Regions from separate parts of the Mus musculus genome. Here regions 2 and 3 are each linked to region 1. Evidence: chromatin contacts called from public promoter capture Hi-C data. All regions are on one chromosome and are shown on one strand. The core of a region is the stretch at or near the end of the contact, and the rest is flanking DNA. Distances in the headings are between cores, read along the strand shown.

What was found. Promoter capture Hi-C pulls out the DNA fragments that hold promoters and counts their contacts. Capture Hi-C pulls out chosen DNA fragments and counts their contacts.
Region 2: a promoter capture Hi-C map of pre-B cells shows a contact between it and region 1, with 7 times the contacts expected there. The contact joins the promoter of Fadd here to the promoter of Tollip in region 1. A contact is called at or near these places in 2 of 39 promoter capture datasets (liver and pre-B cells), 1 of 484 Hi-C or Micro-C datasets (CD8 T cells) and 1 of 9 other capture datasets (liver).
Region 3: a promoter capture Hi-C map of adipose tissue shows a contact between it and region 1, with 3 times the contacts expected there. The contact joins the promoter of Ppfia1 here to the promoter of Tollip in region 1. A contact is called at or near these places in 1 of 39 promoter capture datasets (pre-B cells), 1 of 484 Hi-C or Micro-C datasets (CD4 T cells) and 2 of 9 other capture datasets (adipose tissue and liver).

What each region holds. Positions count from the first base shown.
Region 1 is chr7:141,900,665-141,905,268 of GRCm38.p6, reverse strand. It overlaps Tollip (toll interacting protein), which reads left to right and starts at 2,808. Exons shown (of 6, transcript NM_023764.4): 1 at 2,808-2,993. The coding sequence starts at 2,961.
Region 2 is chr7:144,580,542-144,585,145 of GRCm38.p6, reverse strand. It overlaps Fadd (Fas (TNFRSF6)-associated via death domain), which reads left to right and starts at 2,705. Exons shown (of 2, transcript NM_010175.6): 1 at 2,705-3,042; 2 at 4,286-4,604. The coding sequence starts at 2,757.
Region 3 is chr7:144,551,742-144,556,345 of GRCm38.p6, reverse strand. Ppfia1 (protein tyrosine phosphatase, receptor type, f polypeptide (PTPRF), interacting protein (liprin), alpha 1) reads left to right here and starts at 2,617. Exons shown (of 32, transcript NM_001195086.1): 1 at 2,617-2,827; 2 at 3,813-4,076. The coding sequence starts at 3,813. It also overlaps the pseudogene Gm35626.

The DNA of each region.
Region 1 (4,604 bases), core at 1,559-4,058:
TGTCACTTTTAAAATTATTGAGGTAAAAGTTGTATACATGACAACGCACAGATCACAAGTACAAGATGGGTTTTGACAATCTTTTTTTTTCTTTTAAAGAATTATTTATTTTATGTATGTGAGAACACTGTAGCTCTCTTCAGACACACCAGAAAAGGGCATTAGATCCCATTACAGATGGTTGTGAGCCACCATGTGGTTGCTGGAAACTGAACTCAGGACCTCTGGAAGAGCAGTCAGTGCTTTTAACCACTGAGCCATCTCTCTAGCCTGCGTTTTGACTACTACCAGTTATCAGATGATTGGATCTAACAAAAGAAATAGGACCAAACCCTGTATGATGGACAACATGGGCAAAGCTTTGTTGAGACTTCAACTCATGAGCAGAGGGACTTAATGCCAGTTGAAGAGGTGACCAGGCTGCTCACTCAACTAAAGTGGCAGCAGGCTTTTATTGATTGTTTTTCCTGGGAAAGACTAAAGTTTGGTAATTTTTCGATGTCCATGGGCATGTTTTCCTTCTTGTGAAAAAGTATTCTGGCCTTCGAATTTACTTAGTTGATTTAATCTAGGAAATTTTAAGTTACGTTTAGAACTGGTATCAGTGTCTTGCTTAAACATCCTGGCCTTGTGATTTGGTCTGAGCCTTAAAAGGTCATAGAACCTCAGATAATTAAGTCACTATGCTTGGCAAGAGGAAGCACATACCTGCTCCAATGTCCAAGTTAGCCCTGTGGTCTTGGACATAACTGCTTTTCACCCTTTGGTTTGTAGACCAGGCTGGCCTCAATTTCCCAGTCCTGCTCCCATCTCAGCCTCCTAATGATCGGGATTATAGATATGTGCCACTGTACCCAGCAACAACACATTTCTCAGAGTTTCTGTGTGTCTCCATACAGAGTTGAGTAGCATCTTGTGGCAGTTGAGCCCATAGGCTCACATTGGATTAATTGATCCTCAGTGGTGTATTTGAGAAGGGTTAGGAGGTGTGGCCTTGTTGGAGGAGGTATGTCACTAGGGAAAGACTTTGAGGTTTCAAAAGACTGATCCCAATCCTAATATGTCTCTGTCTCCTGCTTGCCTCTCAGTGGTTGCTCCAGCCACCTGCTATCTCTGCTCCACCATCATGGACTCTAACCTTCTGAAACCATAAGTCTAAATTAAACTCTTCTGTAAGTTACCTTGGTCTTATCCCATCAATAGAAAAGCACTACAAATCCGAGTCAAGAGTGAAGGCAACAAAGGGGACAAATACAAGATGATGAACACAGAGATGCTAAGCCTTTCATCCATTTTCTGTTACCCATAACCTCTCTGCTGAGTGGAGTCAGTACTAGCAGCAGAGCTAGTTTTCAAGTTTCTGCAAAGTAACCTAGGTGAATTTTATCATAGTCCACCTATACCAGAGTTTCTATCTGCTGCAAATCTAGTAGAAACAAGTAAGATTATGTCCAGCCACGTGATCCCCACCATGAGAGAGCTTTAAGTCAAGGAAGAACAAATGCTGTGGTTCTGCTCTGACAGACTGTGCCAGGGCTTGAACTGATTTCAGGAACGTACTGAAGCATTTTATGAGATAAAGTTTTTTCTTGGGAACAATTCCCCCTTGGTGTTGTTGGTGGTGGTGTGTGTCTTTTTTAAACTGCTTAGTACTGAAGGATTTGGGATTCATCAGAGGCCATATGTGTGGTCTTAGTCACAAGGGGATCCTATTGTGCTATCCAGATATAATTTTATACAACAGGTTGTCTGCTGCATGTTTAGACACAAGTCACAGGTTTTGTCTATAACCAAGAAGAAAGGATTGAGCAGGGATGTGGACACCAGGAGAGATCAGGGGTCTCTTTAAAACTCTGTCTGCCACAATGGATAGTCTTTTGTGTCTTAGCTTTATCAGCATAGAGATGACAGTTTGGGCAACAGGAGCTAGAGACCGGTGAGAACTGGATATAGATCAGTGTCCAGGAACAGAGCCCAGATGCAGTCCCATGTTATGCCAAGGTAGAGACTGTCACTAGAGTTGGAAGATGTAATCTTAAAGATGAAAGGAACACAAGAGAACATGGTGTGAGTGAGGAAATGTTCTTGGTACTCCTAGACAGTACCAAGTCTATTGCCGCACAAGTAAAAGGGGACCTACAGACTGGTGACCACCATAGGGTAAACTCCTTATAGGAACTACCCTGGTTCTATCTGGCCAAGTATTCTTCTGAAGAGAGTGCTCTGAAAAGGCAAGAGTGGGTGGCCCGGGTTTCCTAGGGACAGATCTTCATCTCTCCATTCATTTAGCAAATCCAAGGCTGGTGGAAGTTTTCCGTCCCACTCTTGTCTCTCCTTCAGCTTGGTTTCTTCTTTTAAAATTTAAATATAAATGTTCTCCCTCCCACAGAATTTTGAGGTAATTCAAGAGCTTGAGGGTAGCTGGTTCTACTGCCATCTGTTTTTTTTTTCGCTCAGGCAGCCAAACCTCAGTTTTCTCCAAGCGGATCACGCACCTGCAAGCGGTGGTATCACAGCTATCTCCAGTTAGGTGACTAGACGCTGTGGCAACTCGACCGAATTGAGATGTGCGTCCCTGTTCTAGGTGTATGCGACTGGGTGAGCAGGCTTCTGCCCGCAGGAGAGTGTTCAGGTTTAGGCATGCGCAAACAGTCTGACAGCCATTTTAACGGGCTGCTGAGCGCCCGAAGGGAGCCACTGCGCAGGCGTGTACGGGAGACCCATTTCCCCCTGAGGTCGGAACACGCGTGCGCGGATTAGCCGGAAGGGGCGGGGCCAGCTATTGCCAAGCTCTGTGCTTTGGGAACGCCGGGGTGGGGCGGGGCGGGGCGACTGTCAGCTGACTGAAGAGCCGATTGCCTCGCGGGACAACGGTCGGCGACGCAGCTTGTGGTGGGAGCGGAAGAGCTCTCCCGGCGGGTCTCTGTGCAGTTGGCGAGGCAGAGGGCCGCCGCAGCACCATGGCGACCACCGTCAGCACGCAGCGCGGGCCGGTGAGTGCTCTGGGCCAGAGCCTGGCTGGGGCAGTGGAGCCTGGGGTCGGACTCCTCAGTCTTTTACGGGGCCCCTCGCGGGTTGCTCTTCCGTCCCGGGGCTTCGCGGGTCCTACCTTCGGGTACCCACCCGGAGCAGCGACTCTCGTCTATCGGACATCTGGGGTGGAGGAAGGCAGAATTTGATGGTTCCCCAGATGCCCACGGGCCCTGAAGCTCCTGGCCTCCTTCATGGAGAGGGATCCTGACTCCCGTGGTCCTCCTGGGTGGAGGCCCTGAATAGGGTTCCTCTACACAGAAGAAACCTTACCCCATTGGTCCCCAGATGGAGTGGGACCCCGACTTCCCTTAGTTCCTCAGATAGAAAGGGCCCTGAACCCCTTACGTTCTCAGATCTATCACCTGCTTGGTCTCCCAGATGGACACAAGCCCTGACTCTTGGTCTCCCAGATTGAGAGTGGTACTGACTACATTAATTTCCCAAACTGAGAGGTGCCTTGGTTCCCCGTCTCTCAGAGGAGTGGAGTCGGACACCTTTGGTCCCCCAAAGGAGAGAGATAACCTGGTCTCCTTGGTTTCAGAAATGGTGAAAGATCCCACTTTGTAGTCTGTCCTTACTTGTGACAGTTTCCTCTTCTCCCTAACATCTATAGAAAATAGGGTACTACCTCTTGAGCTTAGTTAGTGGCTACCTTTTCAAGCCTCAATTTCTTCATTTATAAACGAGGAGAGGGGAGCAGAGAACTTGGAAGACCCAACAGGGTTGTCTCTTCAGGATTGTCTTGGGTTCTATTATACTACCTGTCTCACCTCCCCTAGTGTGTATGGCCTCCCAGTAGCTCCCTGAGACTGGTGTGGGTGGGATGTTGTTAGCCAACTGTGGCTGTGTGGAGTAGAACATTGTTCTGATCAGCACCTCAGTGCCTTTTCCCCTGAAGTTAATATTGAGTGTGCCTGCAAAGCCTGTGGTTTCCCAGAGTTTTTTCACCCTGACAGCTTGGTGTTGATTGTGTGTGTGTGTGTGCGTGTGTGTGTGTGTGTGTGTGTGTGTGTGTGTGTGTGTAACAGGTAACTCCTTGGGATAGATTACTGATTTCCTGACTTTGAAGAAAGCCTCAGGCTTGTTAGATGCTTTTTAGGAGGGCTTTGAAGCCAGATCTCCTGAGCCACTGTCAAACTTGGATGGAGATTTCCAATGTTGGAGTTACTTTCATGTTCATCAACCCTTCTTCATCCTCACGGTGTCTCAGCAAACTATAGAAGATTGATGGTGGCTGCCAGAGGAGAAAGGGAGACAGAGCTTTGCCCTTTTCATATCCCCTGCCAAGTGGACACATGGCCAAGGAGAGTGGACCCTTTCTTACCGTGTGGTCTGAGAGTGTCCTTATCTCTTGTGGTTCAGGCTGAGTTTGAATTCATCTGATGGTGAACTCCATGTCTGTCATGAGTAAGAAGCTATCTTTCCCTGTTGCTTAGAGAAACTCTGGTGTTGTACAGAGCTGCAATAACCTACACAGTGATGAGTAATTGGGAGTGTCAGATGATGTTGATACTAGCAGAATCTGTGGAGTCAAATCCTGACGTTTGATCTTTCTACTTGCCCAGAGTTCC
Region 2 (4,604 bases), core at 1,456-3,955, 2.7 Mb before region 1:
AGGAAGGCAAGAGTTCTAACCATCATCAGCACAAACAAGGGTGAGTTTACCTCCATGAAACCAGTAAGGGATGTTCAAGCTCTCCCTCCTTCCCTCCTTGTTTCTCTCCTCCCTCTCTCCCTTTGTTCTTTGTCTTCCTTCTTTCCTCTTCCTCCCATCCTGACTCCTATCCACCCCCTTTCTTTCTCTTCCTTTCTTTACCTTTTTGTTTGTGTTTGGTTTTGTTTTAGACAGGGTTTCTCAGCCTGGGCTGACCTAGAACTCATTCTGCAGACCAGACTGGCCTCGAACTCAGACTTCCATCTGCCTCTGCCTCCTGAATGCTAGGATTAAAGGCGTGAACCGCCACAGCTGGCTCTCTTCCTTCCTTTTGGTGTCTGTTGGGATGGCCTCCGGCTCATCTTGGTTCAGGGACTTTCAGTGCTCCTCCCTCATGAAGAACTTCTTTCTGGAAACCTTGTTCTCCCTGCTGTAGGAGCAGCCAACGTGGAGTATGGTGGCATGACTAGGAATTGCATATGCTCTGGGCATTTCACAGCTGTGAGGTGGGAACCTGGCTCTGTAGCACCCTGCTTCTGTATGTCCTCTTCTCTTCTGGACAAGGATGGTGGAGGCCATTCTTGAGAGGCGTGTTCTGGTCACCGCCACCAGAGAGGCTTTTTCCCCTTTATTAGCACAATGGAAAGAAAAATACATGCACCTGATTTTATCAAAATTATGAACTTTTAAATTGCAGGATCTTATGAACAGACTGGAAAAGTAGTGCACATGATGTGGAGGTGTTTACAGAACACACATCTAACAAGAGATTGACATCCAGAACAAAAATAAACTGGACCTGGTGGTGCACACCTGGGAGGTGGAGGCAGGGGGATCAGAAGCTTAAGGGTCATCCTGAGCTACATGGTGTGAAGGGGAGTAGTTCTGGAGCAGCCTGAACTACATGAGATCTTGTCTCAAAAGAAACTACCATAGAGGAAAAACTATAGACTCAACAACTATAGGCTCTCCAGGGAACCCCCAGACTTTCAAGATTGGATTCTGACTATTGAGGTTTCCAGCTTCTGGGATTGAATCTCCTCTGCATTTACAGGATACATACACTCAGCCCCCTCAAGTAAGCCAGTCCAGTAAATTCACTTCTGTTGGTCTGCTCCCCTAAAGAGCCCTCCCCCAACCTAGTAAAAATGTGTTCGTGTGTGTGTGTGTGTGTGTGTGTGTGTGTGTGTGTGTGTGTGTGAGAGAGAGAGAGAGAGAGAGAGAGAGAGAGAGAGAGAGAGAGAGAGAGAGACTGTAGTGCCCAGCAGAGACCAGCAGAGGGCCCCTGATTCCCCTGTCTGTAGTTACAGACAGTTGTAAGCAGTCCTGCATAGTTGTTTGCAACCAGACCCAGATCCTCTGGAAGAGTAACAAACGCTCTTAACCTCGAGCCACCTTTCCAGCCCCATTTGTCATTCTATACAGCCTCAGCTGTCTGTCTGGGCTACAGCGTGAGACCCTGTCTCAAAAATCAACCAAAGCACTGAACTTTAAATGGGTGAATTATAAGTCAATCTAAAAAAATATAAGTCAACCCTGCTGGGTATGCTGTGCATAACTGCGCCCCACTAACCTGGAGCTCAGCCATTCAGCTAGAGTGCCTGGCCACTGAGCACCAGGAATCCATCTGTCTCTGCCAAAGTTGGGGTTTCAGATGGGCACCTCCTTGTTCGTCTTTTTATGTGGACACCAGGATCTGAGCATGGGTCCTCAAGCTTGGGCAACAGGCACTTTTTAACTCATGAGCAGTACTTGGGTGTGGCTGTGGAATCAGTGTATTGTTAACGAAAGCTCAAAGCAGGGCAGTTAGTGTCTCTACAACCTCCGGCACACATCAACTTTTTCTGATGACAATATTCCAAATCCTCTCTTCTACTCATTTTAATATACATATTATTGGCCTGGGGGAATGGATTGGCGGTTAAGAGCACTGTGTTGCTCTCACGGAGAACCTGGATCCACACAAGAGTTCACATCCAAACGGAACTCTAGTCCTAGGGGTATCCATGCCCTTTCCTGTCCTCCGTGGGCACTTGAAGACCTGTAGGAGCACTAAACCACCTACAAATGCTCATACATATACCAAGGAATATTTAATGGTTTTTATATGTACGAGTATTTTGTCAGCATACCACAAGTGTGCTTGCCAGAAGAGGATGTCAAAGCCCCTGGAACTGGAATTACAGATGGTTGTAAGCCATCATGTGAGTGCTGGGAATTGAATTCGTGAAGGTCCTCTGTAAGAATTGCCAGTGCTCTTAACCCCTGAACTGTCTCTCCAGCCCATAAGTAACTCCATCCATCTCTCTCTCTCTCTCTCTCTCTCTCTCTCTCTCTCTCTCTCTCTCTCTCTCTCTTTCCTTCTTTCCGGTGATAGAACATGATCTGGCAGCCGTAGGCATCTGCAGCTGCTCTTCCAGCCCCCCCCCACACAGTAGGGCTGCGCAGCTCCTCAGAGCCCCAAGAGGATCCACGTTACACTTCTGGTGAACAAGATCTGTTCTGCCTCGGGGTGAGAAACGCGCGCGTAAGCTGAAGTCAACGCAGCTCAGCTGTCAAAGCTACTACAACAGCGGATGCCAGCCCGGGCGGAAGCGGTTACAGCCACATCCGAAGCGCATGCGTCTGATTTGGACATCCCGCGAGACGCTGGGCGGGAAAGCCTAAGGTGATTTCCTATGTGGGATCGCTGAGGGGCAGCCCGGCGTACCACTGCCATGGACCCATTCCTGGTGCTGCTGCACTCGCTGTCCGGCAGCCTGTCGGGCAACGATCTGATGGAGCTCAAGTTCTTGTGCCGCGAGCGCGTGAGCAAACGAAAGCTGGAGCGCGTGCAGAGTGGCCTGGACCTGTTCACGGTGCTGCTGGAGCAGAACGACCTGGAGCGCGGGCACACCGGGCTGCTGCGCGAGTTGCTGGCCTCGCTGCGCCGACACGATCTACTGCAGCGCCTGGACGACTTCGAGGCGGGGACGGCGACCGCTGCGCCCCCGGGGGAGGCAGGTGGGCAGGGGGCGGGGAATGGGCGGGGAGGCCTGGCCTCAGTGCACCCTCCACTGGCTCCGACTGGGATGGACTCTAGGGCACGCCCACTTTTTTCAACCGCTTGAGCCGGAAGCTGGGAGGTCTTGTTTCTTACTGGCAGTGCCAAGGTTGAACCCAAGGGTTCGTGCCACTTGCCCAACCCCAGTATTAACTCGCCTCAGACCTGCAGTGCTTCGTTGGAAAACTCAGCTAAGAAGTGAATGTGACTAAGGCATCTTAACCCCAGTGAGGGTAGCGTTGAAGAGTGGGCAGAGGTCACGTGTGCCGGCTGCTCGGCACCATTTCCGTAGTGGGAGTGCCTGTGTCCAAGACTGCCCTTCCTGGCCAAGGAAAGATTGCGCGGCGGCTGTGCTCTCTGGTCCAGAGTGCAGTGTCTGGTTATCGGCAGTTACTTCTGTTTTGCGTAGAGAGGAGGCGCTATGCCTCCCCATAACGCACAGTGGATAGCAGCCACAGCTGAGCAACACCAGGCTGGCCTTGGGATGTAGATACAGATTAAGCATATATTAGACACTTGATCACTTGTGACAAATACTCGAGAAGCCATTTAAAGGGGCAAAGGTTTATTTAGTTCCTGGTTGGTTGTCACCGTTGCTCTTTGTCTACAGTGACACAGAACATCAAAGCAGCTGGAGGGCCTGTGGAGTAAAGCTTCCCACTGCCGGTGTGTGCAAGATCCACACGAAAATGGATTGTGTATTCACATCTCCAAGGCATTCCAATGTTTGTTATTGTTACAGGAATCCAGTAAAGGGTCTTCAGCCACTGCCCAGGGCTCCCTACAGAGATTACACCTTGCCTGTGTCTAAGCAGGGGCTCCAGAGTAGCACAGAGACAGATCTTTTGTGGTGTCTGGTCAAACCAGCAAAGGTCACAGTGTAAGATGTAGCTTTGGGGACTTTGGCCAACCCACTATTGAGCGGGGTGTTAGGGCAGCCCTGCTTTTTCCCTCTGACACTCCAGTCCTCAGTTGACAGTCTTCTAAGCCATAGCTCGCTGTGGCCCAGGCTGAGAATGTGGCTGGGCAGATCAGGCCACTTTGGGTATCTTGAAGTAGCTCCTGTGCTACTTAGTGTCAGCACAGGACCTGAGTGGCTTTGAAGTGATGTTGTCTTCGAAGTGCTCAGGCCCATGCTTGGTGGCCGGTAGGGAGACTTGCCCCAGCTCCTCAGTCAAGTCACACTGCTCTTTTCCCTCCTAGATCTGCAGGTGGCATTTGACATTGTGTGTGACAATGTGGGGAGAGACTGGAAAAGACTGGCCCGCGAGCTGAAGGTGTCTGAGGCCAAGATGGATGGGATTGAGGAGAAGTACCCCCGAAGTCTGAGTGAGCGGGTAAGGGAGAGTCTGAAAGTCTGGAAGAATGCTGAGAAGAAGAACGCCTCGGTGGCCGGACTGGTTAAGGCGCTGCGGACCTGCAGGCTGAATCTGGTGGCTGACCTGGTGGAAGAAGCCCAGGAATCTGTGAGCAAGAGTGAGAATATGTCCCCAGTACTAAGGGATTCAACTGTGTCTTCCTC
Region 3 (4,604 bases), core at 1,368-3,867, 2.7 Mb before region 1:
GGGACTGAGAAGCCATGCAACAGGTGTGGTGGTGAGTGGTTATCTTCACATGCTTGTGACATTTATCAGGAGGAGTTCAAAGCTAGCCTCTGCTACTTTGTAGCTAGTTTAGGACACTTGATACCTCTTCTCAAAAAAGGTGTGGTGCTTGGATGGGACTGGAGAGATGGTTTAGTGGTTAAGAGCGCTTGGAGCTCTAGCAGAGGACTTTGTCCATTTCCATTACCCACACCTGCATGGCGGCTTGCAACTATACGTAACTCCAGTGCATATATATTTACGGACAGACAGACAGACACTCAAGCACATGAAATTACACAGAGAAACCCTGTCTCCAAAAAAAAAAAAAAAAAAGAGGGGGCTGACAACGCCATGCATGATAGCACACATCTGTCATCCCAGCACGTGGGAGGTCGAGACAAGTGTGTGGAAAGTTGCACATTAGCCTGTCTCAAAGGGCCCTCGCCTCTAAAATAAATAAAATTCGGACCAGTGAGAAGGCTCAGCAGGTAAAGGCACTTGTTACCAAGGCTAATGACCAAAGTTTAATCCTTGGGACCCACATGATAGAAAGATGGAAATGTTTCCTGCATGTTGTCCTCCTGCCTTTACATGTATGTTGTAGTATACACATGTGTAGACATACACAGACACAGAGACATGGACAAATGGGATTAAAAAAACTAAACCACTGTGAGTGTTAGCCATGTCTCTGCGATCCAGAGGGACAATGGTCCTGTAGCTTCTGTTCTTCACATCCATCTCTGCTGATTTATGGTCTGCAAGAATAGGTGCCAATCAGCGGGAGCTGGGATTTCCACAGGCAGAAAGCTGGGGAAGAGCTCTGAGCATTAGGGACCAGCAGGATGACATCTCTCTGCGGATACACCTCCCCATTCACACATCTTGCAAAGCATGCACTGTTGCTAAGGGTGGTTACACCTCCCCATTCACACATCTTGCAAAGCATGCACTGCTTGCTAAGGGCAGCTCAGCTTCTTAGCTTGTGGTGAAACTTGCTGGAGAAGCATTGTTTTCTTTAGCTTTCTGCCATGCCAGCTTCATACATGTGCTGACTGTGGAAGAGGACCCAGTACAGTATGCCCTGTTGAGCTGTGTTTGGTCCTGGATCAGTTTCTTAGGAGATGGCTGTATTGGCAGGAACCTCTGGGGAGACATGAGCATTTTGTTTTTGTTTTTGTTTTTGTTTTTTGAGACAGGGTTTCTCTATATAGCCTTGGCTGTCCTGGAACTCACTTTGAAGACCAGGCTGGCCTCGAACACAGAAATCCGCCTGCCTCTGCCTCCCCAGTGCTGAGATTAAAGGCGTGCGCCACCACGTCTGGCTTGAGCATTTCCTCAAATCCAAACCTGAGATCAAGGCAACTGAGAACTTGTGTGCAGTGGCTGATAGTCCTTAAAGACTTTGCTGCTTCTATTTACATTCTGACTTGTTTTGTGGAAAAAGGTCTCATTATATAGATCGGGCAAAACTCAGAGATCTGCCTGCCTGCCTCTGCTTTCTGAGTGCTAGGATTTCAGGTGGGCACTATTGTGCTTGGTTATACTTGTAACTTGACTTTGTAATTAATTACTGACTTCTTGAAACAGGAATCTGCCCATGTAACCCTGACTGTCCTGGCTCTCTATGTAGCCTATACTAGTCGACAGTATTCTTGCCTTGGCCTTTGGAAAGTTTTATTGGCTTTTCAGTTATGGTTGATGATCATTTTGCTTTGGTTTCTGGACTATTTTATTGGCGTTAATTAAAAAAAAAAGTTTTAAAACAAGGTCTCAGTATGTACTCCTGGCTGTCCTGAAACTCACTATGTAGACAAGGCTAGCTTGAACCCAGAGATCTGCCTGGGTGCTGGGAATAAAGGCGTGTAGCACCAAGGCCAGCTAGCTTTTTATTTTTACGTGGAGTCTGGGAAATGGAACTTAGGTTCTAATACTTGCAAGAGTGACTGAGCCCTTACATTTTGTTGTTGTTGTGTGTGCGCGTGTGAATGTGAGCACATGTATGCACCCACACGATACATGTGTGCAGGTCAGAGGACAACATTCAGGACTATGTAGGTTCCGAGGATCTACTGCAGGTCTTCTGGGTCCTAGGGTTCGAACTCAGTCGTCAGGGTTGATGGCAGTAGCCTTTGTTTGTATTTTACAGGCAGAGTCTCCACCTTGCTGTAATTCTCCTGCCTCAGACTTCTGAAGGGTAGGCATAGAGGTAGAAGGTACCTTGCCCGACCTGTCAGCACTTTCCGGTTTTGCAGGTGGTCCGGCGGGACTCCCCAGAGGTCTTGGGTTTTGAGGGGGGGGGCGAGTGCTCAGGTGACGTCGGCGTTTGGGTGACGTCAACACACACACACTGGCGTGAGAGCACGGAAGCAGGACTGCGAGCTGCGCACACCTGCCAGAGATCTTTACCGGTGTTTCCACGGTCGCCCTGTCTCCGCAGGGGGTTGGCCTGCCGGGGGCGGGGCTAAAGCGAGGACTAGCCAATTGGATCTCCCGATAGACCGCCCGCCCACTACCGCGGATCTAGCGCATGCGCACGGCCCCGCGGCCAACCTCTCCCGCGGGGGGCGGTGCTGACGCTCGCGCCGACGCGCCGGACGTCGGGCACGTTGACGCCGGCGACGCGCCGGGCCCGGTTCTCTGCGCTCGCTAGTGTCCCGCGGCGGCGGGCCGGCCTTCGTGACGAGCGGGGCGGCGGGCCCGGGGGCCGGGCGAGGACGCAGCCGCGGGGCTGCGTGGGTCGGCCCGCAGCCGGCCGCCGCCCGAAGGCCGCTTCATAGCCCCGGAGCCGCGCCCGCCGGCCAAGGTGAGGGCGGGTGGAGCGGGCCGCGCTGGGTGGCGGGCCAGGGTCGGTGGGGCCGGGTCGGCAGGGTCAGTGTGCGGGGGTCAGCAGAGCCAGCAGAGTTGCGGCTAGCCTGGCAAAACGGGTTGATAGCAGTTAGGTCCGAGTTCGCTTAGACTGGCCAGAGTAAGTGAGGTTGGGGGCAGTGAGGCTGTGGGGTCAGCTGAGCCAGGCCGGGGCAGCGGGTGCTGCTCAGATGCACCTGCAGCGCCTTCTGCTTCATCCTCCACCCTGTGCCCTGACAGCATGCAATCTCTAGTTCCATCTCACCTTTTCCTCCTCCTCCTCCTTTTTTTTTTTTTTTTAACCTAGCCCTGTTGTCCCGACTTCCTAGATTCCCAGTGTGGGTATATTTTCTCTTTCTGTTCTTTTCCCCTGTCTTTGACTGTGAACTTATGTAAGTTGGGTTGGCTGACCAACCGTTACACAGCAGCAGGCCTTTGCTAAACACTTCTGTCCAGACTTTAAAAAGCCAATCCAGTTGCTTTTTCCGCTGATCACCAAATATCCAGCCCCACAAGTCAGGGTGCCTGCTAGTCCTTCCCAGGAGCTGACTGCACACATTCCTGGAGGATGCTTGGGTCCATAGTGCTGGTGTTTTGTCAGTTTCCAGTCTTCTTCTGTGGTTGAGGGACTGTTTGGAATCTCTCTTCCTGAGGAAACTGTCTTCAGCTGTTAAATGTGGATTTTAAACAGACCCCCACTGGTTGGAGGTGAGCATCCCAGCTCCTCTTGCTCCCAGGACTGTCTCCCCCAATCTGCTCATTATATTGACCTGTGCATGCTACTTCCCAGAGTGTGTGCATCCAGAGTGGATGATCGTCACGGATAGCTCTGGGGCTGTCAGCCTTTTTCTCATTAGCCACAGGTGGTGCTCAGAAAGCTGCAGGTTTGTGGAAACTCTTGTTCTGCACCTACTGATTGTGGTCTGTACCGTTCCTTTTTCAAGATGATGTGCGAGGTGATGCCGACCATTAGTGAAGCAGAAGGCCCTCCAGGAGGAGGTGGGAGCCATGGGTCAGGCTCCCCTTCACAGCCAGATGCTGATTCGCATTTTGAGCAGCTCATGGTTTCCATGTTGGAAGAACGGGACCGCCTTCTGGACACACTAAGAGAGACACAAGAAACACTGGCATTAACCCAGGGGAAGTTGCATGAAGTTGGTCATGAAAGAGATTCTTTGCAGAGGCAGCTCAATACTGCACTTCCACAGGTATGCCCATCAAACTGAAATCAAGGAAGGTTTCTGCCTTTAAATGTCTGCAGGACTGTCTTGTTAGTGTATTAGCTTGCTGGCTGCTTTGTGTAACCACTTGGGAAGTGATGGTTCTGATGTTTTCTGAGCACTGGTAAAATTCTCAGGAATTCAATTTAGGGGAAAAAATGGGGATCCACCAAAGCCATGTGACCACACCACTCCACTGTCATACCTCTTTGGGAAACTGCCTAGATTTAGGAAAGCACTTAAATGTTTTTGACAGGGGGCTATGAAGCAGTTGAGCTGTGTTGAGTGTCCCATTCTGTCTTAAACTTGTCCTTGTCTGCTGTGGATCTGTGAGGAGTGGATCTCAGGGTTTTTTTATCTTATCCCTGGTTTATGTCTTGTGGACTTCCAATTTCCTAGGGAAATCTTGTGGATAAATAGAACTCATTTCATGGGAAAAATTTATACAGGCTTTCTCCAGAACATCTGTGAGCTGTAACTAAACTTTGTTTCAGGGGAGAAAGGATTGAAAATTGA